4 separate regions of the Mus musculus genome follow, and all the other regions are linked to region 1. A link is a contact called in public ChIA-PET and promoter capture Hi-C data. All regions are on one chromosome and are shown on one strand. Each heading gives the region's core, a stretch centred on a gene start, on an enhancer-like site or on the middle of the called end of the contact. The rest is flanking DNA. Distances are from core to core; before and after follow the strand shown.

Region 1 (7,155 bases), core at 1,472-3,971:
TAAGGGATAATAGATTTGTACTTAGGTCTGTCCTTCCAACCTTGGTTTTAAACTTTTCTTCCTTGCAAGGTCCCAGAACCTTTCTTGTTGCTATGGCCATTGCAATCGTGTGTGTGTGTGCTCATGCGCGTGCATGCCTGTGTGTACTTTTCCACCTGTTAATTTTTTTAAATTAATTTTATTGTCTATGTTTAAGGTATACAGTAAAATGTTATGGGATGAAAACCCATGGTGAACAGGTTACTATAGCAAAGCAAATTGACACATCTGTCTTCTTACCATTATTAATTTTTTTTTGTTTCTTTAGCCAGACCAGCTTACCTTCTATCCATAGCAGGAATCCCATATAAAGTACAATTTTATTGGTTCTCCACCTTTTGAATCTCTGTGGCCTCTGGTTCTGTTCCTCAAAGTCAGAGGTTTACCACCTGACCCTAGCAGGTATGTAAATCTGTTTTTTCTCTAATTCTATGCACCCTGTAAGCCAGAATGAATATCTCTGGACGGTATCTCAGAATTCTAAACAGTAAGAAGTCCAGTCCACGACTGATTTATTTATTTATTTATTTATTTATTTAGAGACAGGGTTTCTCTGTGTAGCCTGGAACTCACTTTGTAGACCAGGCTGGCCTCAAACTCAGAAATCTGCCTGCCCCTGCCTCCCAAGTGCTGGGATTAAAGGCGTGCGCCACCACTGCCTGTCCTGTCCATGACTTGTAAGAGGAAGTTGTATTCGTCAGGGTTCTCTAGAATCACAGAACTTATGCAATTCGTCAGGGTTCTCTAGAATCACAGAACTTATGCAACTTAACATATAGAGATATGTTAAGTGAATTTATTGTGATGACTGTGTGTCTGTAATCTAATAACTAACCTGACAATGGGCAGCTGTGCTATGTCTCCAGCAGAAGGTGTGGCCTAGATTAACAGTGTGGATCTGGGACTTGCTCTTTCCCAGGCTGACTTTGAACTCAGAGATCTTCCTTGCCTCAGTCTCCCGGGATTAAAGGCATGTACTACCTTGCCTGGGTGTAAACTTTTCATGGCCACTATGGCTCAAGATCTCCACGCCAAGATCTAGGTCTGAAACTTCTCTTCCAGCCTCAAGATCTGCATCACAGGTGTGCCCTCCAATTCTGATTGTAGTTCATTCCAGATAAAGTTGACAACCAGGAATAGCCATTACAGAGGTAGCCAAAGTGGTTTAGAGCCAAGTCCCTGCTTGTCTTTGTACTTTATCTTCTGGCTGACTCTACTTAAGTGTCTCAGAGAGATTCCTGACTATGGTCTTTTATGATCCTGATCTCCAGGTCAAATCCTGGTGACTCCTGGCTTCAATTTACCCCTCCCACAAACGGAAACAGCTGTATCAGTCTCTCTCTCTCTGTTTTTTGAGACAGGGTTTCTCTGTGTAGCCCTGGCTGTCCTGTAGCTCACTCTGTAGACCAGACTGGCCTTGAACTCAGAAATCCGTCTGCCCCTGCCCCCCAAGTGCTGGGATTAAAGGCGTCTGCCACCACTGCTTGGCTTTGTACCCGTCTCTTTAAGAGCAGCACCCAGGCTGCTTTTTAGTATTCTGTCTCAAGCCTAGGTGGAGGAAGGTGAACTTTGAGATCTGAGAGGCTGGGAAGGCTAGTGTTAATTATGTTCAACTGAGGAGCCACTTGATTGACCAGCCAACCAGGTAATTCTAATTCTCTCTATGAATCTGCGGTAGTCTACCCTTCCCCAGGAAGACTGGCAAGGGGGGTGGTGGGGGTATCCTCTTTGGGACTATGTTCTCCTTGTCATGATGTTATGTAATCAGTTTACTTATGTCTCACTAGACTATGAGTTCTTTGTTTTTGAGACAGAGTCCATGTGGCCCAGGGTGGCCTCAAACTTATCATTCTCTTGCCACAGTTTTCTTAGAGCTGAAGTTATGAGCATGCATCTAGATGAATTATTTTTCTAACTATTTATTGTGGTGTGTGTGTGTACACGTGTATAGCGCACTTACCACAGCATGTGTGTGGAATTGGTTCTTTTCTACTTTACATGGATTCCAGGGATTAGGTTCTGGTTCCAGGCTTGTGGAGTAATCTCCTTTACCTGTTGGGCCATCTTGCTAGCCCCTAGACTGAGTGCTTAAAAATATAAAAGCCCGTGTCTTATTTTCCTGTGTGGTTCTGTCCTAATTTAGGTCATCACCTTGTCCCTGGGTAGTGCCCCCTCTGACTTCCTACCCTGTACTCTAAGCAGAGCATTCACTGTTTAAAGCTCTGGAGAGACTGTCAATAGCCCACAAGATACCCCTCTGTCCTTATCTTTTACCTCTCCCGACCCTCGCTACTTCTAACACTCACAGGGATGTTCTAACCACAATTACATCAAATCCCTTCACTTCTTTCAAACCTCTGATTCAAGTTGCCTTATTATTGTGGCTCACCCAGGCAGCTCTTTTTAAAAGGATTTTCCTTCTAGTGTTCCACACAGCTCTGTCCTGAGTGCTCCTCCCCAATCCCCCAAGGTATCATTCAATGTTTTCTAACATTATTACATAATTCATAATTTTTATCACCTTTCTGCCCATGAGGGAATGATACTTGCCCCTCCACCGGCCTTTTCTGTTCACTGATTAATCTGAAGCACTACAGTAGTGCCTGGTACAATGACTTTTTATGTCTTTGTTGGACAAATGAGTGGATAAACCTTTAGAATTCCCATTGCCAGGAGATGCTTGACAGATGAAAGTGTTCAATGCTCCATGAAGGAATGGAAGGATGGTTTCACACTGTCTTAGCTCAGCAAGGTTGCCAGGGTCAATTCTCTCAGACCTTTGCTTTCTCAATCAACCAAACTCACTGACATCCATCTAACCATCTAATGTCCAAATACTGAGCAACTGCTCTTCACTTGCTGTTCTTGAGGCTGCAGGGAAGAGTACGTGACTTAACGCGGCTTCTGCGCAGCAAATACCTACCAAGTGTAACAGGATAGCACAGATTGTCAACGCTAACAGTTCAGAGGTAGGACCAGGGAAGACCAAAGGGAAAGTCCAAAGTTTACCAGAAGTCTGAACAACCCTACTAAAGGCTCCACCTGTTGATAGTGAGGCCACGACCTGGCCAGCTAACTTGAGATGGAGAGGATGACGCGGCAGGGGTAATGACAAGATGACATGCCTGGGTAGGGAGGGGCCTCGAACCCGGGTTCTTGACATTCCGAAGGACGCGTGTCCCCAAGCAAGGTCCAAAGCGCCCCGGTGGCGGCCGGGAAAATCCGCGCTGGGTGCTTGACGGGGCCGCGCAGAGGCAGAGGCTGGAAGGCGGGGAGGTCACGAGGCGCATTCCTCAGGAGTTGGAATCCCGGGAGTGGGGCCGGGGCCGCCTCGGCCAGCCGCTGTCAAGTCCGAGGCGCAAACACTGCAAGGCGCTCCGCACCGCCCACCGCCGGTTCCCGCTGGCCGCAAGCAGGCAGAGCCGCGGGAGCTCAGAGGCACTACTTGTCCCCGCGGAGGGATCCCTCGCACATCGCGCAGCAACGACGGGGCGGGCCGTGGAGCCGAGGACGCCGGGCCGGGAGCGCTGAGACGTCGCGGGAGGCGGGGGTGGGAGGGAGCGGGTCGGGAAGTAGTTCCGGGTGCGCGGCCCCGGATGTTGGCTGCTCCCGCCGCCGCTGCCGCCGCCGCCGCCACTCTCGGCGCCGCTCCGGGCCTGGGCCGCTCTCTGAGGGCGCCGTTGGGACCTTTCGCGGGGAACGGAGACGCACGCAGCGGCCGGAGGCTCGGCCGGGCCGTCCCGGCCTGCGTAGCCTGAGGTGAGCACGCGTCGCCAGGGTCTCGTCGGGGCTGGGGCGGCGGGCGGGGAGGCGGGGCTGGGGCATCTCCCGGGACGCGGGCGGGGGCTGCCCTGGGCGAGCGGCGCTCGCCGTCCTCGGCGCACGCTCCCTGTGGCCGGCGGTGGGCGCCAGGCTGGGCCGGCCGGGTGGCGGCCCTCCCTCACCCGCGGCGCCACTCCTCAGCTGCCGCTGCCCCTCAGCCCGACGCCGCGCGCGCCCGCCCCTCCCCCAGGTGGGCCCGCGCTGCGGATGCCGGGGCCGCGGAGGACCGCGACAGTCGCGCCCTCGTCGCTCCGTGACCTGCACCTGGTCCGGGCTCGTCCTGTTCCCGGCGCGATGCGGCGTCCCCTCCTCGCCCTCCAGGCGCTATTCTGCCGGGAAGGCGGCCGCTGCCTTGTGGGTCGCGGGTGCCCTGCGGGGCTGAAATGGCTGGGGCGAGGGTCCCACCTTCTCTCCCATCCTGTCCCCGGGCCCTTCTCTGGCATTGGGGGAAAGGCAGCCTTCGCATGCGGACGTGTTGCTGCTGTCCTGCGTGTGTTGCATCCTGCCCACGTGGTAGTGCCCCGTCCCTCCCACTCCCTCCATTTTTTGCAGTTGGTTGAGATGTTTTTTGTTTTTTTTTTTTCCCCCGCCCTGCTTTACTCCCCTCCACCCCGTGATTTCTTCCGGGCAGCGTGGGGAAGGTGTTAAGGTCAGTTTGTTTTGCCGAGGATGACTTGTTTGATGGAAGAATCAAGAGTTGTACTCTTAGGAAATTGAGACTACTAGGGGATCGACCAGATCTTAGTTAATTGACATCTTTTCAGTACCAGTAGCTCTTGCTCTTCTCTACTGCTTAATTCTCCAGAGAGCAGGCGCTTGCAACTGATGTGTTGGTGTGTACGGTTTTCCTTTCTCTATTCTACTTTCTTGTGTCACTGTGGCCTAGTATTTTCTAGTCTGTGTTGATGCAGGGCTCAAGTTGTTGCTACATTTCTGAATGAGTCGTGTCGGGGCGCTCGAAACTGGTGGGCTTCTTTTCACCTTTCACTGTTTATTTGCCTTTAGTTTTTCCTTGTGTTTTGTACCCTAGTGAGAAAGCATGCATGTTCTATTGGGTGTAATATACGTAGATTTTTCTCTAGTAGAAGGACTAGGTAGTCCTGCTTGCTGCTTTTGCAGAAAGTTCTTTATTCCACATCTCTAAAATGCACTAGGTACTATTGGGCTCTGTTTTTTAACACTGTTTTGAAATACATGTCTCCCTCCCCATCTCCCTTTAAGCTCTTTCAGGTTAACATTTACATCTTTCTGTGTTTCGCTCTTGGGAGACCACAGATTGCTCTCTTTACAGTAGCAGTGACAGACGCCTTTCTTTTATTCTTTTTAAAATCATAGTATTTATGGAGAAAACGATAGCTGCTGCTTTATTTTTTTTCCAAGTGATCCCCATTTTTATGATAGGAAGGGCTATGTAGATGTGATTTCATTTTTGAGTGTTTTGTTTTAGGTGAACTTGAAGCTCTTCCCTGTTTGGTTTAATATTGGAATTGAGGTGGGCCGTGTTCTCTGTTGTGGGCTGCTAGGGAGTTTCTCATGCCTTTATTAGGTGTTTTGTGGATGAGGTCAAGATTGTTTATTTTGGCTTTCAGTTTGTTAGTTTGGGTGAAATAAAACTTACTGTTTTGAAGTCACTCTTTCGATGTGAAAATTTCCAATATTCTCCTGTTTTTCAAACTGAAGATTTCCCTTTTTTCATCTTAATTTTAGATAGTCTTAAGTAGACCAGGGTGTCCTTTTATTCAGTGTGGTGAGGGCTGGCCTTGAACTCTTGGTCTTGCCTTCACTTCCCAAGTACTGAAATTACAGACTGTGTTACTACTCTAACTGCCTACATTGTAGTCTAAAATGTATTTTTGATAGTGCCTTTCCCCTATTTATCTGATACAAGTGACAGCACATTCTTCCTTTTTCCTTCTATGTAGAATAATAGTATTGAAATACAGATTCTATCTGTTTTCATTACACTAAGTATGGGTGGGGCAGTGAGAAATAGATGTTCTGCTATTCTCTGAGGCACATTTTTATAGCAGAGCAGTCAGCATTTGTATACTTCTGTAAAATACAGTGCTATGAGCTAAGATTTCAACTTCTGTTGAAAAGGAGTAGAAGTTGTCTCTACTTATGGAGAAGTAGCTTTATACGCACCAGTTCTGTGTATTAAATAACAGCAGACTTATATGTGAAATAGTGCAACCAAATAAGTGGTATGAAAAAGGAATTTTCATAAAAAATAAAAAAGGTGAGGAGGCAAGTGTGTTTAGAAGATTACAGGGACTGTCACAGAGTGTTGCACTGGTGAATAATATGTGTACTTACAAGATTGGCTAGGGTACCTTGGGGAGGATCTGTCAGGACAGATTTGGTTTGGTAGGCTGCTGTATGCTTTTTTTTTTTTTTTTTTTTTTTTGAGACAGGGTTTCTCTGTATAGCCCTGGCTGTCCTGGAACTCACTCTGTAGACCAGGCTGGCCTCGAACTCAGAAATCCGCCTGCCTCTGCCTCCCGAGTGCTGGGATTAAAGGCGTGCGCCACCACGCCCGGCTTGCTGTATGCTTTCTTAAGACAGCGAAACGACGTATCTGAAGAAGGTCTCTATGTCAGCTGAGTGTGCAGGAAATGGGAGCCTGACCAGAGTATTCTTGGAGAGTTTTAGGAATAATAGTCTGACATAAGAAACTGGTTGTGAAATAAAACAATAGCATTTATTGAATGCTTTAAAGCATTCCCACAATTGTTGTAAGCTCTTACATGTATTTACTTTATTAAGTCTTCATCTTAATGTCTTATAATCATGAAGTGACTTAGGTAGGTTCCTACCTATGCATTTGATTATCATTTACAGTGGGTAGTCAGGTGAGCTGTGGATTTGCAGTGATGGGCCTACAGTAAGTGGTAGTAAAACACTTGAGTAAATCTTTTTCAGGGAGGTGGGGGGATATTGTATAGTGGGAAAACCTGGGGAATTGTTTTTTTTTCCTCCTTGAGACAGGGTTTCTCTATAACCCTGGCTGTCTGGAATTCACTCACAAGACCAGAATGGCCTTGAACTCAGAAGTTTGCTCGCCTCTGCATCCCAAGTGCTGGGATTAAAGGCATGCACCACCACTACCCAGCGAATTTGGGGTTTTAAAGTAGGCTAATAGGAAAATAAAGCATTCTGAGAAGAACTGTACTGGCTAGTTTTGTGTCAGCTTGACACAGCTGGAGTTATCACAGAGAAAGGAGCTTCAGTTGAGGAAATGCCTTCATGAGATCCAACTGTAAGGCATTTTCTCAATTAGTGATCAAGGGGGAA
Region 2 (7,074 bases), core at 1,220-3,719, 360 kb before region 1:
ATATCTGATACAGCCACAAAAAGTATACATGCCGCCCACCCACAGTGACCTGACTAGGAGGTACAGAAGGCCAGAGTATATCCAGAATTCTTGTCACGCTTTGTGTCTAATCCCACCCACTGCTAAGATTCCTCGGCAATCTCCTGAGTTGCGCCCACTTTCTCCTTTGTAACAGAACGTTGTGCTTGTTCATATGCTTACTTTTTTCACACATCTGTTCTCAGTAGTTCTTTCTAAGCAGCTTAAGGGACTAGGTCATTGTAGTAGCTTTCTGTAGCACAAGGCTGGGTGCTCAGTTGATTTTCTGAATGAGAGATGAGATGGATGAAAACTCTCATCTCTGCCCCTGTTGGCTCTGCCTAGGATTTCAGGATCTAATAATATACAAGAAGCAATGTAGCCTCCACTAATTATTTTTAAATAGGGTTTCTCTATGTAACTGTGGCTGCCCTAGAACTCTTTATGTAGACCAGGCTGGCCTTGAACTGACAGAGATCCACTTGCCTCTGTCTCCTGAGTGCCACCATGCATGCCCAACTGTGTATTCTTTTGTAAAACTGCTGAGACCATATAATTTACCCAATCTCTCTCCAGGGCGGAATGTTGGGTAAATATAAGAGTAGGAGGTCAGCAAGGCAGAGTGGCACAGGCATTTAATCCTGGCACTTGGGAGGCAGAGGCAGGCAGATCTCTGTGTGTTCAAGGACTGCTGGATCTACGTAGTGAGTTCTGGAACAGCCAGAGCTACATAATGAGACTCTGTCTCAAACACTAAAACAAACAAACAAACAAATTTTTTAAAAAAGACTGAGTTGGGGCTGAAGAGCTGGCTCAGTGGCTCAGAGCACTTGGTGCTCTTGTAGAGGACTCAGATTCAGTTCCTAGTACCCAGATCAGGTAGCTCACACCTGCCTGTAGTTCCTGCTACAGGTTCTGGTCTCCACAGGCACCTGCACACATGTGGTGCACATACTCAGGTGCACACACATACATATAATACATTTTAAAAACTGAGCTGAAAAAAAAATGACTCGGTAGGTAAAGACACTACCGACCAAGTTGAACATAATATGCAAGGTTAAGTTCCAGGGAACAGGCAGTACATACACCCATTCTTTCTGGCCAGCACTGCATATGGCATATTACACAGTAGCCCATAACAGCTCATATTTTTTAAAGGTCCTACAGAGCACTCGACCTAGGGCTAAGCGGTCCAATGCACCATCTCAATTCATTTTTACAGCACCTCTGCCTCCCGAGTGCTGGGGTTGAAGGCATGAGCCGCTACATCTAGCTCAACTATTAATTTCTCATACTTACTTTAGAAATGATGAAACTGAAACTCTGAGAAATCAAGTCACGTGCCTAAGAGCACACAGTAGGTGGCAAAACTGAAGCCCAAGTTGATTCCTCCAAAGCTGAGGTTTTTAACCATTCCACCAGGACTGGAGGTAGAGACGGTGCTACGGCACTTAGGAAATGAGAAGGCACCTCTCTGAAGAGGGCAGGGAGGGAGCTTCACTGAAGAGGTGAAATTTAAACTATGACTTGCAAAATAGACAGATGAGCAGGACCAAGGCTGGCAGAGACGGAGAGTCCATCCCTGACTGAAAAGGCAGTGTGGAAATAACACAAAGTCACCTTGCATTACAAAGATCGGAGGGAGAAGAGACCTAGTGCATGTGGGGTTTTCTTCCTCGGAGCTCAGCAGCACAGAGTCGCCAGCAAGAGTGCGGAGGAGGGATGAGTTCTAAGAACAAGGCAAGAAGATGAGGCTTGGTGATCACAGACGATGAAGGACAAGAGCCTGGATTAGAAGGAAGAGACCAAGCTGGGGTCCGAAAGATTAAAGTTCTAGATCCGGGTTCGAGTCAAGGGTACCGGGAGTAACTTGGAAGGACCGGGGACAGAGTGTGAAAAATTAAGGAAGCACTCACCGGAGCTACATAGCGATTCAGAGACGGATCATCAAAGGAGCCAAAGAATCTGAGGTGGCCTGGGAGAGGGGACAAAGGCTGCAGCAGTGTCCAAAGAGCCTAGTTAAGTGGGGAAGGAGGATAAAGCTGGAGGAGTCAGCTGGGAAAGCTGAAGGACGAGAGTTGGGTTCAGAGATGTCCATGAGGTTGGGACTGGAGCTGGAAGAGTACAAGGGGCGACTCTAAAGACACGGTGTGTGGGAGGGGCATGGAGTGGTCCAAGGCCAACAGTAAGGCAGGGAGGGTAGTAAGACTGGGTCATCCGAGGACTGGGGACGTGATCGCAGCGGAGGGACACACGGTACCCGGCGGCCTTTGGGACTCGCAAAACAGCAACTTCCCAAACATCAGCCTTCAAGGCCTTCGCAAGAGCGAAGGGGCCAGGCTCGAAGCGCCCCGTGCCTCGCGTTCGCCTCCCCCATAACCCCCACGTCACCTCTACACAGCCGCGACCCACTTCACTCCCGCGGCTCGGTCAGGGACAGCGGCGCCTCGGTGGGCGGGGGAAGGAGCCGGAGCCGGAACCCAGAGAGGATCCGCCTTCACAGCGTTCGGATTGGATCCTGGGAACGTTCTTCCTCTCTATTGGCTATACTAACTGTCACACTGCACAAGACCTAGTAGGACGGCCAATAAACATTGGTTTAGTGCGCGGCATGCTGGGAGTTGTAGTTCGGAGGTTTGCTTCGCTGAAAACATTTGCCCAGTTCAGAACTCAGCGGTGAAGCTGTCATCACTTCTAAGGTCATCAGGTTTCTTTTCTTTTTGTCTTTTGAAGCGGTGGCCCTCGATAGAAACCTCGCAGTTCATTTAAAGTTTATAGTTTAAAATTAAAAGGACATGTACCAGGAAAGGAATTTAAAAATAAAGTAGTTCGATCTCTTTGTCCGAGAAGCTAAGTGTCCTCTCCCAAGGAATGACCTCCAGCCAGGTCGGCCAGTGGCCCAACGTAGGTTTTGGTTTTTTTTTTCTGTGTCCTATGTGATCCTGTTAACCCAAAAGTCTCGCATCAATCTGGATATAATAGACCAGTAAGTTATCCAGAGATGGTTTTTGTTTGGTTGGCTGGTTGTTGTTTTTCCCAGATTTTATTTTGAAGAACAATAAAGATTAAGAACTTGAAAGATAAAGAGGATAAAGAAAGTTGATGTGTAAGCTAACTACGAGCTTTTCCTGTTTGTGTGGTCTTTCAATGGTTGTCTTTGTAGCTGGTAAAGCTTTAGAGCTAGTGATGACCCGGTGATTAAGAACACTTACAGCTCTTTCAGGGGACCTGGATTCCCAGCGCCCACATCAGGTAGTTTATAACCACCTGTAACTCCAGATCCAAGGGATCCAATGCCCAATTCTGGACAATTTGAGAACCTGCACACAAGAACACACACTCACACACACACACACACACACACACACACAAAATCAGGAAAGAAAAAAGAGAGGGTCAAGTTTTATAATCCCACCTCTCTCCTCTATAAAATTCCTAGCACAACTATTGTAAGGATATAAGGACTGAGTGGATAGACAGACAGTCAGACAAATAGGCAGACACACAGACAAACATTTCCTGCTTCTACAAATAGCTCTATTCTCTATTGGTAAATTCTCTCAATAGGTAAGACTAGCATGAGTTAGTTAGCCAATAGGATTGGCTACTCAAGCAATTATGTTTGGAGCTGAGGATGTGTGTGACGTGTAAGTATCTATTACACACTATTAGTTTATAAATTGATAAAAATAAAACATCAAAAGTCAGACTCAGGAGTAAAACTGGGTTTATTATGAATGATGTCTAAAGTTTGCTTGAATTGTGGCTGAGCTATTCAGAAACCAACCCCGTAATGTGTTTTCTCCACAGCCTCTTTCATAATGAAGACAACATACCAAGCAATAAGTATTAAAGGGTATATTTCATAACTGTACAAAGACAAACAAAATATTCTTTTTGGGTACTGTAATGGCAAATTTTACATATCACTTTGACCCGTCACAAAGGTCCCAGACACTTGGTCAGACATCACATTTGGTGTCTCTGTGAGAGGAGCTTGGACGAGATTAGCATTTAATCAGTAGCCTGAGTAAAGCAGTCACCCTCCTTAAGTCCAGTGGGAGTCATCTGACCAGTGGGAGTCATCCAACCAGTGGGAGTCGTCATCTGACCAGTGGAAGACCTTAGAAGAGTCTCGCTGCCTGTCGGGCTTTAGACGGATATCAACTCTTTCCCTACCTTACACTGCAACTAAAACTTGTCTCTTTCTAGTACTCTGACCTGCCAACTTCAGTCTCGTATTTATTTTCTGTCTCTATCTCTTACTGTGTCTGCATGTGTGTGCGCGCACACACACACACACACACACACACACACACAGTTGGTTCTCTTTCTCTAGGGAACACTAATATAGGCTCTATTGGAAAGAGCCTGTAGCAGATCTAGTTCCTGTAGAGTCCAGCTGCCTTCCCATCTGCAAATCTGTAATTAATAACTCCACAAACAGGCCGAAACACATATGTGGGTATGACTTGAAAGTGCCTTGCCTTCTTTCCCCAATCCACATCCAAAACTTGGATTCATTATTTAAGTATTTAATTTAAAAAGCCTGTGTGTCAGGGTCCCCAATGAAGGAGCCAGAGAAAAAGTACCCAAGGAGCTGAAGGGGTTTGCAGCCCCATAGGAGGAACATCAATATGAACTAACCAGTAGCCACAGAGCTCCCTGGGACTAAATCACCAATCAAAGAAAACACAAGGAGGGACTCGTGTCTCTAGCTGCATATGTAGCAGAGGATGGCCTAGTTGGTCATCAATGGGAGGAGAGGTTTTTTGGTCCTGTGAAGGTTCTGTGCCCCAGTATAGGGGAATTCCTGGGCCGGGAAGTGGGAGTGGGTGGGTTGGGGAGCAGGGGGAGGGGGAAGAGGATAAGGGGTTTTCAGAGGGAAACTAGGAAAGGGGATAGCATTTGAAATGTAAATAAAGAAAATATCTAATAAAAAAAGTCTGTGTGTGTGTGTTGATGTGTAGCATGTGCAGCGAGTTGCAGGTGCCTTTGAAGGCTTGAAGTCTCATCCTCTAGATATGGAATTACAGGTGGTTGTGAACTGCCCAATATGGGTGCTAGAAAAGCAAACCCAGGTCCTCTGCAAGATCAGAATGAGCTCTTAATCGCTGAACCATCTTTTCAGCCCTGAATTCATTATTTTGTTGTCTCACCTTATAATCTTCCAAATATGATATCTTATCTCATTTTGAGGACATGGCATTGAGACAAGGTTTCTCCACAAAGTCCTGGCTGTCCTAGAACTTACTACAGAGACCAGTCTGGTCTATCATTTACACAGATATATCTTCCAATAATCCACCTGGGATCACAGATGTGTACCACCATACCTGGCAGTAAGGTGTCTTATTTAAAACAAGACCAACTTTCTTGAATTCAATAATCTCTGACCTGGAGGCTGTTGTCAAATCTAATAGTCTTGTGGGTATACGTGAGTAGTTCAAACTGCCACCTTTTTCTCACTGGGCCTCTCTGAATGTCAGGAAGTTTTCAGAAGGGCCATAGCCACAGACTGCAGAGTAACTCATCTGCTCAGGGCTGCACAGCTGGATTGCTTTGGTTACAGCTGTTCCTACCAGCCTGTGTTCAGGTTTCTTGGGATTCTGGTTCCTGTCATGATGTAGGTAACTTAATTTTTGAAACCATGTGCATTCTGGATGTCTCCATCTCAAATTAGCTGTCGAAAACAGCTCTGGGTGTCTCGAAACTCTGCTGTAAACAGCCTGAAGAAAACAGAAACCCATGGAGTATTTACCCCTCCATCTCTAACCCTGAACAGAGAAGAAAGGATGTGTGAGTCTCAAGATACATACTTGTAAAAAGCTGGCGTGGCGAGTTAGAGGCCTGACTGGGGGAAAAGAAAACAGTCTCTGGTGGAAGACATTTGGGTCTGGGGGCTGTAAGTTCACACCTGATAACCCCTGATCAGGCTGACAAAGAGAAGCTGGTGCCAAGGTTCCCTCAGGGAGAGAGCCCTTTCCCCTGGCCTGAACGGAGTCCCCCTGCATTACATCCAAGGTCTCCTCCTAAACCTGGCCCGAGTGCATTTTGTTGATTTCAAAAAGTCATCTTCCAGGGCAATGGGGATGTCTCAAGAACAAGGCAGAGTTCAGAACCGAGCCCTGGGAGAAAAGCAGAAGAGAAACCACAGAAGGCTCTGGACTGGGGTCAAGGAGATGAGGTACTGGAGAAACAGATGCTGGGCCAGGAGCCTGTGCCAGGCCGGATGCTCACGAGAGTGGAGCACAGGGCACAGCCCTACAAAGAAGGAACTTTGAGGCCCTTAAGGGCAGGGCCAAGGTTAGAGGGCCAGGTATCATTAAGCAGAAATAGCTCAGAACCCTGAGGGGACAGTAAGGATGGGTTCATCTTCAGGGACACGTCTCCATTAGCACGGTCTTTTCCTTCTTGTTTGGGGACAATCGATTCCTCTGATTTCTGAAGCTCAGTACAAATGATTAGAGGGGCCGTGTTTTTCCCCTCATCGTGAAGACAAGGTTCAAAGAAAGGGCGAAGTGGGCTCGAGAAACTGTGGGTGAAAGTGAAGATGTGGGACTTATCAGTCACGTTGTAGAAGGAGATGATGCCGGCTTCATAGTCCAGGAAAATCCCCACACACTTCGGGGACTCTTTGAGGCGGAAGGAGGTCTGTGGGGACGTGAGAGCTTCATACTCATTCCCACGGCTCTGTCGCACAAGCCAGTGGCCATTGGCAGGCGAGGCCGTGACCTTCCCTTTCCTGCTCACAGACTCACTACACACTCCAAGAATCCATTTGGTCTTCTCGCCCACGTACACTTCCCAGTAGTGACAGCCGGTTGTGAAATACTCGGAGCCCAGGACGCTGACAACAAAATCAAACCTCTCTGGGTTGTCAGGAACAGGCCGCTTCCTGTCGCCGAGCCTCACACATCTCCGATCCTCAGACAGGATGAGTTTGGGATGTGCCGTGTCAGGGTCCAGGGTCACTGCCACTGCAGAGAATTAGAGAGAGGAGAGAAGAGAGATTTATGTTTTAAGGAATCTCCCAGTAGATTTGGAGGGGAA
Region 3 (7,258 bases), core at 3,337-5,836, 260 kb before region 1:
TGGACTACCTTGTCTCAGAGAGAAAACAAACACACCCCAAACACAAGGTCTGAGACAGCAGGTATCAACTTGGTGCCACCCACCCACCCACCCCACGCTGACTCTCACCCAGTGAAGTGTCTGTGTGGAATGTTTTCACCCTTTCCCTCACTTTTGTCTCAAAATCTCAGTCTGCTGCAGCTAGCATGTAACTGGATCACTGATTTTATTCGTTATTAAATTGTCACATGATTGGAAACTTCAGTACTTGCTGATGAGGGTACTTAAACGTTTTCTATGTACCTTAAAGCCTTACATTGCCTTCTTTTATATGTTTAATCGTTTTCACAGTAAAACATTAAAGACCACGATTTCTGTGTGTATTTTATATCTATTTCTGGCAGTCCCCTTGGGGGTTACATGTAACGTCATAAAGTCGCAGCACTTCAGACTCACGGCATCTTCATTTCTATAACAGGAGCCGATTCTCAGTGCTATGTAGTTCTGAGTGTTCAGATTCTGTCCGCTCCTACTGATTGTCCCAGGAGTCTCTCATCTTCCTTTTCAGACAAAGTCTCATAAAGACCGAGCTGGCAATGACCTACTGTAGCCAGGGACATTCTCAGTTCTCTGCTTCTACCTCCCCGGTGCCAGAACTGCAGGCATGCATCACCACACCTAACCTATGCCCAGCCCCTCGTTTCCTCACTCTGTCTCCCTTGGTGTCTGGGTACTCCAAGCAATAAGCCCTCAAGGACTAGATGTGAGAATTTTACTAAGGAAATGTTTGTCAAAGAAAATGGAGGAGCAAGGACAGAGCCCAACAGTTTGTTGAGTAAAAATGTAAGTGAATTATCTGTGACATTAATATTGTCAACCTGAGACTGGAGAGATGGCTTAGAGGTTAAGAGCACTGACTGTTCTTCCCAGGGTCCTGAGTTCAATTCTCAGCAACCACATGGTGGCTCACAACCATCTGTAATGGAATCAGTGTGTGTGTGTTTGTGGGTGAGAGAGTATGTGCACATGGCAGATCCCGAGTCTTAGTTAGGGTTTTACTGCTGTGAACAGACACCATGACCAAGGCAAGTCTTAATAAAACAACATTTAATTGGGGCTGGCTTACAGATTCAGAGGTTCAGTCCATTATCATCAAGGTGGGAGCATGGCAGAATCCAGGCAGGCATGGCGCAGGTAGAGCTGAGAGTTCTATGTCTTCATCCAAAGGCTGCTAGTGGAAGACTGACTTCCAGGCAACTAGGGTGAGGCCCATACCCACAGTGACACACCCATTCCAACCAGGTCACACCTATTCCAACAAGGCCACACCTTCAGATGATACCACTCCCTGGTCCAAGGATATACAAACCATCACACCCTGCAAGAGGAGTCACAGACACTTGTGAGCAACCATGTAGGTGCTGGGAATTGAACCTGGGTCCTCAGGAAGATAAACCAGTATTCCTAATTACTGAGTCAACCCCCCCCCCCCCCCCCAAGGAGTTTCTAGCCTGGACTCATTGAGTGAAAACCCACTGTAGGCTGAGGAGACACCCAGTGGTCAAGAGCATCAGTTCTGTAATTATCAGGTGAAATCCCAACATGTGTTAAAAGCCAGCATCACTGCATACCTGAGAATCCATCACTGGGAGGTAGAAATGGGCAGATCCTGGGAGCTTCTTGGCTAGATAGCCTGTCCTTGAGTGATGGACTTCTAGTCTGGTGAGGCTCTGGCCCAAGGCAGTCGAGGCACACCATGATAAGACACTCAATATTCTGCTCTGGTCTACACATGCGGGCCCCACAAATTTACATGCATATACATGTATGCTACACACACACACACACACACACACACCCTAATTGGGGGAAAGCCATTCTACGGGCTGGGGTCCCAGTCTGTACTCTTCTTATGCTGTTGATAAAACACCACAGCCATGGGAATTTACAAATGAGACCATATCCTAATTCTCCCCAAACAGTACCATTAACTGGGTACTAAGTGTGTAAGTATCTGAGATCACAGGGAACATTGTTCATTCACACTGCCATGCTAAAGAAAATCAAATCGGAAAAAAAGCAAGCAGTGCAGTTGTCTGCCTTAGGCTCCTCACACAGGATGTGACAGGAACAGCTGCCTCAAGTTCCTGCTTGTACATTATAGGCCTGTGCCCTCACGCTGCCAGCAAAAACGGGGCAGCTCAGCTGCTCCCCTTGCCAGGCATTTTTCCACAGCAGAGAGAATACAACAGGTTCTAGAATACCACCAGGTAGTCTAGGGAAAGTCTGGCAAGGCCACCATGAGTTCTTGGGGCGGTTACTGTCGGAGAACAAGTCTAAGAAGAAGTCTACCTTAAAAATATCACCAAGCAGCTATCAGCACGGGCTCACTTAGGTAGCCTGGGTCCCAGACAATGTGGCAAAGAACTGGACTTCTTCCTCATTTATGTCTCCTGTAGTCAGAAGTCCACATTCTCTTGTAAACTATCTCTATAGTTCATAAGGGAGATCGGAATCTCTTTGCATAGCCCTAGCTGATATAGAATTCCATCTGTAGACCAGGAATCAGCCTGCCTCTGCCTCCCCAGTGCTGGGATTGACTGGAGTGGGCATCCCCCGGCTCTGTATTTTTGTCATTTTGTTAGGTATCATTAACTCTAGCAAGTCTTTCACGACTTTAAGTAACTAAAGAAAAAAAAAACTGGGTACTGGTAATGCACACCTTTAGTCCTGGCACTCAGGACAGAGCCAGGCAGATCTCTGTCAGTTCTAGGACAGGCAAGGCATTTTACAGAGAAATCCTGTCTCAAAACAAACAAACAAACAAACAAACAAACACCCTAGAAATATGCCGGGCAGTGGTGGCACATGCCTTTAATCCCAGTACTTGGGAGGCAGAGGCAGGCGGATTTCTGAGTTCGAGGCCAGCCTGGTCTATAAAGTGAGTTCCAGGACAGCCAGGGCTGCACAGAAATCCTGTTTCCAAAAAAACAAAAACAAAAAAACAAAACAAAAACACCCCAAAACAAAAATACCCCAGAAATAGGTGTTTCAGAGCTGGACAGTGGCGCAGACATAATGGTAGTCTGTAAGACAGAGGATTGACTGAAGGCTGAGGCCAGTTCCTGCCACATAGGGTCACTCAGTCTCAAAAAGCCAAGTACTACGGATGTAGCTTGGTGATGGAACACTTGTTAGCACATCCATGGCCCTCAGTTTGGTACCAAGCACCACACATACAACACATACGTGGGGATAGTGACATAGCTTCCAGCACTCAGAAGGTAGCAGCAGACAGGTTTGAAACTAGCCTGGTCTGTATGAGTTTCATAAAAAAACCAAAAAGTTGAGCTACAGAGATGACTCGGTGGTTAAGAGCACTGACTGCTCTTCCAGAGGTTCTGAGTTCAATTCCTAGCAACCACATGGTGGCTCACAACCACCTGTAACAGGATCCAATGGCCTCTTCTGGTATGTCTGAAGACAGCTGCACTGTACTCATATATATAAAATAAATGTAAACAAAAACAGAAAGTTGTCAGGCAGTGGTAACACATGCCTTTAATCCCAGCCTGGTCTACAGAGCCAAGTTTCAGGACAGCCAGGGCCCTCTGAGAGAGGAAGCAGAGGCTTTTATGTGACCATTATTTATCGTATTGCCATTATTTTCCATTCCAATGTCTTACTAAGTTTTCTAGGTCATAGGACTAACTCTAGCTACAAGAGTTGAATAAAGCAAATTTCACATGTCTACTGGGTCACTAGCCAAGAGGCCTGCCACGGCATCTCAGTTCAGCATTCAAGTTACCTCATTTCAGAATTAATATTAATTAAGGCACTGACAGAACAAGCTCAGGTTCTTCATCTTACTGTCACAAAATGGGTGACGAGCCAGAAGGATCTGAGTTCGAGGCCAGCATGTAACATAAATCTCACTCCAGTGTAACTAATCCACTTTCACTTTCAGGAGGCTCTTACTTGGTTAATGTGCCAACTATACCATGCAGTAGGTAAACTGTCAGGGTGACCCCTCAGCCCATTCATGTTGAAGCCCCAGCTGCCATTGCAAGAGCCCGTGGTGATGCTGGGGAGGCACATGAACTTTCAGTAATCAAATCCTGAACCCGACTGGTAGAGTGCTTGCTTCACTTAGCTGCATGCAAGCACAAGACAGATTCAATTCAATGCTGAGCACTATCTCCAGGTCAGTCCTCAGACAACCCACTTAAGGAAGTTTAGTGTTTCAGGGTTTTGTTCATGACCATTTATTTTGCCCCTCTTCCTCTTACTTCTGGGCCTGTGGTGAGGCAGTCTTGACATATTAGAGGAATTATGGCAGAGCAAAGTCGTTTTGCCTCATGGTCCAAGACAGAAAAGAGGCATACACCCTTCTCTGAAGGAATGTCCCTTGGTAAAGAGACCTTCAGCTAGGCATCCCTCCTTCCCAATAGTGCTAATGGCAACAGAGCTGTCAATGAGACTTTTGGGTATATTCCAGATCTAAGCCATGGCAGGAAGCCATTCAATTTGGATGAGGTCATAAGGGTAGGGCCCTCAAAGTGGGAGTGGTTCCTCTGTCCTGTGGACAGAGCAGGAAGGTAACCATTCTTATGACTGTAAGCCCTATCACAAGGCTTACATTCATCTTGGACTTGCTAACCTTCAGAAGTGCTGCTTAAGGCACCTACCCAATTTATGGCATGATGTAACAGCAGTCTAACCTGCAATAACATTGCTCTTCTTCCCGTCTAGCTAAGCTATGGCCGTCACTTCACCCCACTTCCAAACCTACTCTAGGTTATTATTCAAAGTAAGTAACAGGTTCAATTATTTTGTTCTGAACTCAAGCAAGCCATAAGACCCCCTCCCCCTAAGGAGCTTCCGGTCTATCAGGGACAGACAGCAAACAGACAGCAAAATCAAGTAGTAGATGCTGATAGGCTGTGTTAGGAACAAGCTGAATTAGAGCAGGAATCCAGAAGAGCATGAGAACTTGTACACAGAGAGAGGATGCTGCATCTAAACACATTAGAAATGTCTTCCTAAACCATGGTCTTTTAAGAACCGGGAGGAGAAAGACATTTGGTTATCTGCAGGAACAGTTACAGCCAAGAGGAAACGCCTTGTGGTGGGGATAGTGCCTCACATGTTCCAGGAAAAGGAAACTGGAACAAACAGTGGACACAGGAATAGAATAGAGCACAGTGAGTCTGTAGAACACTGACTGAGATCTTGTATTTCTAGACTAGCTAGCTTTGGTTCTTTTTGAGGCAGGGTCTATGTAGTCCTGGCTAGTCTAGAGCTATGTAGATCAGCCTGGCCTCATAAGAGACCCTCCTGCCTGTGTCCTGGGCACTCCACCAGAACTTGGTAGGTCCCTTGCACTAATGTGGAAAACATGCAGCAGACAGCTTACACAGACGGCTCCTGCTTTGTGTGTCAGTGGAGGCCTGGGCACAGTCTGGGGTGGCTGTGTGCTGTTTCTGTTAAAGTCCACGGAAATTACACCAATTGGATATGGAGAATGTGATAAAAGACTAGGACTTCTGAAAGACAGTAGTGATTTTAATAAAAGTGGCCCTCATGGGGCACTTGTTTAATACCTGGGTCACCAGTTGGCTCTCTGGGAATTAGGAGATCACTGGGAATGGTTTGTGTTTGTTTTTTTTTTTTTTTTTTTTTTTTTTTTTTGGGGGGGGGGGGAGTTTCGAGACAGGGTTTTTCTCTGTGTAGCCCTGTCTGTCCTGGAACTCACTCTGTAGACCAGGCTAGCCTTGAACTCAGAAACTGGCCTGCCTCTGCCTCCCAAGTGCTGGGATTAAAGGCTTGTGCCACCATGCCTGGTGGGAATGGGTTTTGATAAAGACTTGCAGCTGTTTTAGGTTTGTGACCTGCCTTGTGGGTTGTTGTAAGCTTTCACAAGATGCAGTAGCAAATGCTTTTAGTCCTAGCTTAAAGACAGAGGCAGGTGAACCTCAGTCAATTCAAGTCTGGCCTATATAGGTGAGGTTATAGAAGTCTATTCTAACCCACTGATACTGTACAAACCCAATTAAATGTTTTTGTTGTTTTTTTCCTCTTAAAAGTCAATAGCAGCCTCCCTCCCTTTTCTCCAACACAGGCTTTCTGTGTAGTCCTTGAACTCATTTGAGGATGGCCTCAAAACTCCTAAGAGGTCTGCCCAATTCTGCCCCCCCACCGCCCCCAATGCTGGGATTAAAGATTGGTGGCACCATGTCCAGCCCACCGCAATGTTCTCAATATTTGGCTTTGATGATTCAGCATCTGAGTTCCCTTTTGGATTACATATTTCTCTGGTCACCATTTATGTCCTTGACTATCAACTTCAGTAGCCACATGTCTGTGACACACATTTTCATCAACATACCAGCCTGGATGTATGTTTCTATCACACATCCAGGCTTGGTCTGCGGGCTGGCGAGATGGCTCAGAGGGTAAGAGCACTGAGCGCTTTTCCAGAGGTCCTGAGTTCAATTCCCAGTAACCACATGGTGGCTCACAACCACCTGTAATTGAGATCTGACGCCCTCTTCTGGTGTGCTACAGTGTACTTATGTATAATAATAAATCAATCTCAGGGGGGTGGGGTGGAGAAAGACTTGGTATGCAGAACAATTCTATAATAGCCCCTGGGTCATTCTCCTTCCTAGTTAGATTAGGATCACATTTACTATTTTCATATTTTATTATTATCATCATAGGAAGTCCCATCCCAAATTGTGGTAGTAACCAGATAAAGAGGGGGCCTTCTTGCTGCTGCTCTGCTCTACTGCTTGATTCTTTTCCCAATACCACAAGACATACTTGCAAGCTTCTACTTTGAACTGAAGACATAGAGCTCTCCAGGAAACTTCCAGGTTCTTGGCTGGAATGCTGAGGCACCTAGCTTTAAGGACTAAGAAACTACCAGATTCTATGTTTCTCAGGTGACTCAGCTGTTACTATTTTAATGTAAAATGACCTGAAAGAGGGTCTATGCACGTATATTCATGGTTGTACCTAGAAAATTCATTAGCATATTAAACACAATCAACAATAGGTTTTATTTATTTATTTATTTATTTATTTATTTTTTGAGACAGGGTTTCTCTGTGTAGCTCTGGCTGTCCTGGAACTCACTCTGTAGACCAGGCTGGCCTCGAATTTAGAAATCCGCCTGCCTCTACCTCCCGAGTGCTGGGATTAAAGGCGTGCGCCACCACACCCGGCCCCCAACATTAGGTTTTAACCAACACTGTCTGTTATCGGTAAACTCACA
Region 4 (7,210 bases), core at 1,426-3,925, 340 kb before region 1:
AGACAGGGTCTCTCTATGTAACCCTAGCTGCCCTTGAACTCACAAAGATCCACCTTCCTCTGCCTCCTGAGTGCTGAAAAACAGCTCATTCATTCATCTTTTTTAAATTAGATATTTATTTTATGTATAAAATTACACCATTGCTCTGTTCAGGTACACTAGGAAAGGGCATCAGACCCCATCGTAGATGGTTGTGAGCCACCATGTGGTTGCTGGGAATTGAACTCAGGACCTCTTGAAGAACAGTCAGTGCTCTTAACCACTGAGCCATCTCTGCACCCCCCCCCCCCATTTATTCATCTTAACTCTGATGATAAGATGCTGGGTGTTGCAGGCTTCCCCTTTATAGACAGAGCTGCTTCTGGTCATTTACTTGTGACAACTCCTTCAGAGTGAAATTGCTTAAACTAATGGTTTGAGTCAATTTTTAAAAACTGGAGTGAAAACCACTTTGCCGTTTTACGTTTTGCTTTCTTCTGGTACTGGGCATTGAACTTGCAGTCTCTACCACTGAGCACCGTGGCACATGCTCTACCACTGAGCTAGATCCCCAGTTCTCTTGCTTCTTTGAGACAGGCTCACCATAATCTGCCCTAGGCTGATCTTGAAATCATTTTATATGTAGCTCAGGCTGACATTTTCAACTTGTGATTCTCCTGCCTCAGCTTTTCTAGTAACTGGGATCAGAGGCATAGCATTTTAGTCATTTTAAAGTCTACGTACAGAACTATGAACATCGCCATGCGTCAGATTTCTAGAATTCTCTCTTGCAGAATGCACTCTATATCCACTGATCAATAACTCTCTTTCCCCCTCCCCCAAGCTCCACTTTATGTTTCTTTTTTGATACCTCTTAAAAATGGAAGCATGTGGTAATGTGTGTGTTTATGTGTGTGTGCACACTCGTGTGGTTGTGTCCAGCTTTAAGGTTTTGAGATCTAGTACGGGATTGGACTCTGAAAAGAATGTAACAACTCAGACTTAGACTGAAAGCACCTCAGTGCCCATGGAGGCTTCCCAATGGAGGTAGCCCTGGCAGGTCTGGAATTTGCTAGGTAGACCAAGCTGGTCTTGGACACACAGGGACCCATTTGCCTTTCCCTCTGGAGTGCTAGGAGTAAGGGTGACAGAGAGACTAAAAAGCAGGTCTGAATGTGTCTCCAGAGGCCAGTGTCTTCTAAACCCTGTCTAAAATGCTTGTTTAGCACTTACTAGCTGGGTAATCTTGGACTTAACTTTTCCATGCCTGTTCCTGTTTAGAAATCATATTGGTACACATATCTTTATGAGGAACAGGGGACTTAATAATGCAATGGCCTCAGAGTATTGCCTAGAACAGAGGAAGCCCCAAGGGAAGCAGTTATTGTTATTTCTCAGGCTCTTCTCCTCCTTGGCACCTTTCTTGCTAACATAACAAATGAAAATGATAGCTAGAAATTTTAGTTTACACCCTTTTGATTATCCGTGGGGCTGTTTCTCTCCCTCCTTCTCCCTCTACTTCCACCTCTCACACTCTGTGTGTGTGTGTGTGTGTGTGTGTGTGTGTGTTGGCTGATATACTTCTGATTCCTGTGGTGGTTTGAACATGTTTGACTCAGGGAGTGGCACTACTAGGAGATGTGGCCTTGTTGAAGGAAGTGTGTCACTGTGGGGTTGGGGTTCGAGACTATTCTCCTAGCCACGTGGGAGACAGTCTTTTCCTATTTGCCTTCAGAACAAGATGTAGAAAAATGGCTCAGTGGTTAAGAGCACTTGTTGCTCTTGCAGAGGATCTGGTTTTGGTCCCAGCACCCACAACTGCCACAAATGGCAGCTCACAACTGTCTTTAATATCAGTTCCAGGGGATTCTATATCCTCTTCTGGCCTCCAGCACCATGCCTGCCTGCACACTGCCATGCTTCCTGCTATGATGCTAATGGACTGAACCTCAAGACCTGTAAGCCAGCCCCAATTAAATGTTGTCCTTTATAAGAGTTGCTTTCGTCATGGTGTCTTTTCACAGCAATGGAAAACCTAACTGATACAATTTCTGTCCGGCTGAGGGTATAGCTCAGTAATAGAAGGCTTTGCCTAGCACATGCTCTGGGCCCTGAATTTGTTTTGTTTTGTTGAGACAGAGTCTCACTGTGTAGCTTTGGCTGGCCTGGAACTCATTATGTAGACCAGGCTGGCCTCCAACTCATAGAGATGTTTGTGCTTCCCCTTCTCAGTGCTAGGATTAAAGATGTGCACCACCAAACTGGGCTAGGGGCCCTGTATTGATAGATAGATAGATAGATAGATAGATAGATAGATAGATAGATAGATAGATAGATAGATAGATAGATAGACAGATCATTTTTTTCAAAGCTTTCAAAGCATTGTGGTAAACAGGATTCCATTTGATCCTCCTTATAGATCTATAAATCAGGAAGGAAGCAATCAGCAGTCCTGACTTTCTTGATTTAGAACCTGATGCTCAGAATTCCAGTGCTAGCCAATTTCAACCACAGGAATCAGATTCTGCCTTTCAAAGCCTTGCAGTTGTCCCAGAAACTAGAAGCCCGGAAAAGCTTTGGTTACTTGTAAGAATGTCCCTGCCCCAGGCCCCGCCCTCCAGCCCCAGGCCCCGCCCTACTCGCCTCCGATCCCGCCCCTCCCGCTCCGGCCACGCCCAGGTGTGCTCGCTGCGCGGGCGCAGTGGCTCCTGCGGGAGGGGCACCTCAGGCCGCGGCCCCGCCCTCCCCGGCGCGCCCCGCCCAGTCCAAGGGCAGCGGGCTGGGCGCTGCGGTCCCGCGGAAGGGGGGAGCTAGGGTGAACCCCGCGTGGGGGCTTGTCTACGACGTGGCGGAGGCCGTGAGCCCGAGGCCGGGTAAGGAAGCGCACGGACCCCCGAGCCGCCATCTTGCTACGGAGGGGCCGGGCGGGCGAGCGGGCGGGCGGGGCTGGCAGAGGGGGCTGCCGCGGACCGAGTGGCTCGCCCCTCGGCCTCTGAGACCCGGCCCTACCGTACGCCCCCGGGTTGGAGCTGCTTTCTCGGGCCTTCTCATCTGCTGCTCACCCGGGGTTGGTAGGGAAATGGCCAGGAAATGACTACTGTCCCATTGTGCAGGAAACTGAGACTCAGAAGTGAGGAGACTCGACTAGGAACGCACAGCAAGGTGCTGGCAGTGGGACTCCAGGGCACCCTGCCTCACCTGCCAAGCTAGGGAGTTGGGAGAAAGGACTAGCAAGCGGTTCTCTTTTTGTACCATCAGGTCAGAGCTAACCAAGAAGCATTCAGAAGCCAAACCATGGATCCACCTGCCCGGAAAGAAAAATCCAAAGTTAAAGAACCAGCCTTCAGAGTGGAGAAGGCTAAGCAGAAATCTGCCCAGCAGGAGCTGAAGCAAAGACAGAGAGCAGAGGTGAGATGAAGGAGGGAGCTCTGTATGCCTGAGCGAGCTGGAGAGGGTGCTGGAAGAAAAAAAAAAAAAAAAAAAAACCAGCAGAGGAAACTTTACTAGGGGTCCCTGCTTGTCCCAGGCATTGGTCCCCCCAGAGGGAGAGAGTCCAGCCAGGTCCCAAACGGTGAAGCGGAAGCCCAGAGTCACATACCAAGTTAGTGTCAGAATCCCAAGCTGGACCGGGTCTCCAGTTGCCTCCTGGCGCAAAGCTTTTGTGTTAGTGATCTGAGGAATGCATGAAAAGAGAAGAGGGTAGCTATGGGTGGGAGAGGGATCAGGGTGGGAGGAGAAAATGAACAAATGAATGAAGGAGAATGCTTGAAGTGCCAGTGTGACCCGTGACCCGGTACACATGGGCATTTGGTGCAGAGAGTATCTAGTTGGTGAGCGGGATGGAAAAAGCCCTCACTGGAGAAGCCTGACAACCTGAGAATCCATACATATGCGGAAGAAGAGAAGGTCTACATAAAACTGACCTCCACACTTGCTGTGGCACACACACACACACACCACCACCACCACCACCACCACCACCACAGCTACAGCAACAGCAGATTTAAGTGTCTGCTCATGACCGTGTAAAGGCCCAAGCTATGAGCCCACCAGTGTGCTTCTTTGTTCTCTCAACACTTAACAATCATTTAAAGATAAAAGGCTTTAAAATGTTTACATGGCTAAGGAACCACATCCAGACACGAGTATTTTAATATCCAGTATTAGGGAAACGCTTGCTGGTCTTTTCTGCCTCTTTGTTGTGTGTGCTTGTGAGGACATTTAAAGTACAGGAGACACCTGCATATTCAGCTTCTCAGACTGGTAGTGGTTAGTAGTAGTATCGCATTTTCCTAGAATTTTCCTAAGATAAATAAAGCCACATAGAAATGTGACATCTCCTTTGACTGTTTGTCCTATACCTCTTCTCCCTCTCTGTGGCTAAGCCCTTTTGTTTAATGCATTTCCATTCAAATAGATGAATACATTACCTGTGCGAGTATGTTTTGTTTGCATGGCATTTTAGAGATAGTCATACTACTCTTAAGAATCTGTTTTCTTTGTTCTTTATAGTGTCTACATTATAAACATATTTTTAAAAAGATGTGTTTTTCATTATGTGTGTGGTGATATGTGACCATGAGTTCAGGTGCCCTTGGAGGTCACACAGCCCATCGGATGCCTGGAGCTGGAGTTACAGGTGGCTATAAACCACCTGACAAAGGTGCCGTGTGGACCCAGGGTCCTCTGGGAGAGCAGCAAGGGCTCTGAGTCACGAAGCCCTCGCTCCAGCCCCTGGACCACCTCATTTAGGATGCCTACCCATTCCTCCTGTGATGGGTGTTGTAATTACTTAGTTTTGCTTTTTACAAACACTTGTATGGTGGGGGTGGGGGGAGACCCTTTTAGATGCTTCCTTGGCACCTCTGCTAGGATTCCTGTCGGGTATTTGACTAGAGCAATTACCGGTGTCAATCATTTCTTCTAGATATTGGCAAATGGCTTTCAGAGGATTCCTCAAGCTGGCACTCCTGTTGACAGTGCGAGACATGTCCTGTTCCTTTTGGTCTGACAGTTGATATTGTCAAGCTTTGTTTATTGGATCCATTTATTAAATAACCATCCAGCTGCTGCTGTGGGTGGGCAGAAGTGTGTGGACACATGCCTTGCCAAGACAGAGAAGAGTGCTGCCTTCCTGGGGCATGCATTCCAGTAGTCTTAGTGATTTCAGAAGCCTTCCATTCTGTGAACACATGTGTCATGGCTTTACCCAGACCCAAGCTGTTGATCTTAATTGCTTTGTGCCTTAGCAGGCAGTTTGAGGGTGCTGTAAGAAACAGTGCCCCACCCCCACCCCCAAACTGTTGTGCACACACTGAAAGCTAGACGTGGAGGGCTTTGTTTCTGTCCTTCCTAGCATCTACTTATCTGGCTTCCATGCATTCTTCCCAGGTGATCTGGGAAAGGATGCTTGTGCACATCCCTTCCTCGACGCCTCTTTGGTAAAATGAGGGTGGTGGGATCTACCTCACAGTGTAATGAAGAGTTGAAGTAGAAATTACATAGGTAAAGCACTTACCACAGGGCCTGGCACGCTGCAGGCGTTTGATAACCAGCAATGATCATGACCTGGAGTCACCATGTGGACCTAGAAGGAGCAGCTGGTTGTGTCCGTAATTTGCTTGCTGGCATGTCAGACTGGATGTCCATGCTGGCAGCAGCTGCCACCTGTAGCTCCTCATGTCAGCCTGAGGCGGGCCTGCACATGTGTGAGCAAATGTCAAAGCAGGTGTTACTGTTTCCCCTTTATCCTTTGGGAATCCTTCTGGAATAAGTGCTGGGGCCGGAGTCCAGCTGTTCCTGAGGGCAGACCTGTGGTCAGAGAAGTGCTTCTTACTTTGTGGCCCCTTGGTTTTGTTTCTATGGTGTTGGTTGGGGCGTGAACCCAGAGCCTGTATGCGCCTGTGCTCTACCACTGAGCCTACGCCCAGCCCAGTCCATTTGCTTCCCCCAAAGCTGTCCTGCTATTTTGTCCGTGTTCCCTGGAATGGAATGGAATCTTCCATAGGAATGTGCAGCACCTCCTCGGGAAGGAAGGGATAAAGCTATGTCTTTGCAGAAAGTTAGCTGTGCAGGAGAGCTGAGAGGCGTGCCTGGGGTTGGAGTCTCAGTTGGAGTTGAAGTGACTTATCTATGCTTATCGTAGCTCTGCTGTGACCCCAAGACTTGCAGACCCAGAGTCTCACTCCCTGCCTCAGGTACCCTGGACATCTTAAACCTTTTCTTGCCCTGCTTACTGTCCCCTCTCTCCTGCCATTATGCCTCTTTGACTGGGAGATCTCTAGAATGCTACATAATATCCCTGTCAGTCCCAGAACAGAAAGCAACATGCAGATCACAAAGACTGGCAAGATCAGACATACAAGGCAGAGGCTTTTATGCCTTTTAAATATAAAGTATAAATGTAATTATGTATGGTTTAAAGAAGAATAAACACCTTCATATCTACCACGCAGCCTAAGAAACCCAACTTGAAGGCAAGCCTAGTGGCACACACCTGTAGTCCCAGCATCTGAGAGACTGAGGTAGATCGATAAGTACATAAGTTCAAGACCAGCCTGCATAACATAGTGAGGCCTTGTTTCAAAAAAGAAAAAGAGAAGGAAGGAAGGAAAGAGGAGTGGGGAAGAAGGAAATAGACCAGTAACTTGGAAGCCCCAGTACTACTTCTGATGATGTGCGTGTTCACGTGACTAGTTAAATTTTATGCTAATTATCCCATTGCTGTTTTATATGAACTTACCACCTCTGTAGTGTGTACTCCTGAGTAGTATTTCATAGGGTAACACAAAGTCACTTCATTTTGCATATTTCTGGATTTTTAGTCATGTGCTACTATATCTGGCTTCAAGTTCATTTTAGTTCGTTTTGAGACAGGATCTCTCTTCATAACCCTGACTGGCCTCGAACACTTTATGTAGACCAAGCTGGCCTTGAACTCACAGACATCTGTCTGCCTCTGCCTCCTGAGTACTGTGATTAAAGATGTGAGTCACCACATCCAGCCTTTTTTTTTTCTTTAAGATTTTTTTAAACTATTATTTATGTATATGTATGTGTGTATCCCTGGAACATAGGTGCTAGGAACTGAACCCCAGTCCCACTGTAAGAGCAGTAGCACTCCTGATTGCTGAGCCATCTATCTCTCTGGCCCCAAGTTCTATCCTTCTTTTTGCCTTTCAAGATTTTTGTTTTGTTGAAACAGGGGCTCTAGTATGTATCACTGTCTATT

The links. Promoter capture Hi-C pulls out the DNA fragments that hold promoters and counts their contacts. ChIA-PET counts read pairs in DNA pulled down with a chosen protein or histone mark. Capture Hi-C pulls out chosen DNA fragments and counts their contacts.
Region 2: a contact with region 1 is called in a promoter capture Hi-C map of liver, with 2.5 times the contacts expected there. The contact joins the promoter of Zfp691 here to the promoter of Frg2f1 in region 1. A contact is called at or near these places in 2 of 39 promoter capture datasets (liver and neutrophils), 3 of 484 Hi-C or Micro-C datasets (CD4 T cells, neutrophils and uterus) and 1 of 9 other capture datasets (liver).
Region 3: a promoter capture Hi-C map of the C10 cell line shows a contact between it and region 1, with 2.9 times the contacts expected there. The contact joins the enhancer-like site here to the promoter of Frg2f1 in region 1. A contact is called at or near these places in 6 of 39 promoter capture datasets (the 3T3-L1 cell line, 3T3-L1-derived adipocytes, the C10 cell line and 3 more), 3 of 115 datasets of contacts at active chromatin or transcription factors (embryonic basal ganglia, neural tube and stem cell-derived neural progenitor cells) and 2 of 9 other capture datasets (adipose tissue and pancreatic islet).
Region 4: an RNA polymerase II ChIA-PET map of memory CD8 T cells shows a contact between it and region 1, with 22 read pairs. The contact joins the promoter of Svbp here to the promoter of Frg2f1 in region 1. A contact is called at or near these places in 2 of 39 promoter capture datasets (liver and pre-B cells), 1 of 484 Hi-C or Micro-C datasets (muscle stem cells), 1 of 115 datasets of contacts at active chromatin or transcription factors (memory CD8 T cells) and 1 of 9 other capture datasets (adipose tissue).

Annotation. Positions count from the first base shown.
Region 1 is chr4:119,536,048-119,543,202 of GRCm38.p6, forward strand. It overlaps Frg2f1 (FSHD region gene 2 family member 1), which reads right to left and starts at 2,722. Exons shown (of 4, transcript NM_001004178.1): 1 at 2,561-2,722. It overlaps Foxj3 (forkhead box J3), which reads left to right and starts at 3,614. Exons shown (of 13, transcript NM_172699.3): 1 at 3,614-3,798.
Region 2 is chr4:119,171,726-119,178,799 of GRCm38.p6, forward strand. Zfp691 (zinc finger protein 691) reads right to left here and starts at 2,470. Exons shown (of 2, transcript NM_001145936.1): 1 at 2,413-2,470. Ermap (erythroblast membrane-associated protein) reads right to left here. Exons shown (of 13, transcript NM_013848.3): 13 at 3,732-7,001. The coding sequence ends at 6,286.
Region 3 is chr4:119,270,290-119,277,547 of GRCm38.p6, forward strand. Ybx1 (Y box protein 1) reads right to left here. Exons shown (of 8, transcript NM_011732.2): 8 at 7,038-7,258. Among named protein-coding and RNA genes, the nearest start is that of Gm12927, 17 kb to the left of the region's middle. Within about 2 kb of position 4,587, at least 57 of the 459 cell types and tissues checked have an H3K27ac peak or open chromatin away from gene starts, as enhancers often do. A contact at or near this core is called in adipose tissue and liver, where this site is marked.
Region 4 is chr4:119,192,635-119,199,844 of GRCm38.p6, forward strand. It overlaps Svbp (small vasohibin binding protein), which reads left to right and starts at 2,676. Exons shown (of 3, transcript NM_024462.2): 1 at 2,676-2,852; 2 at 3,238-3,387. The coding sequence starts at 3,274.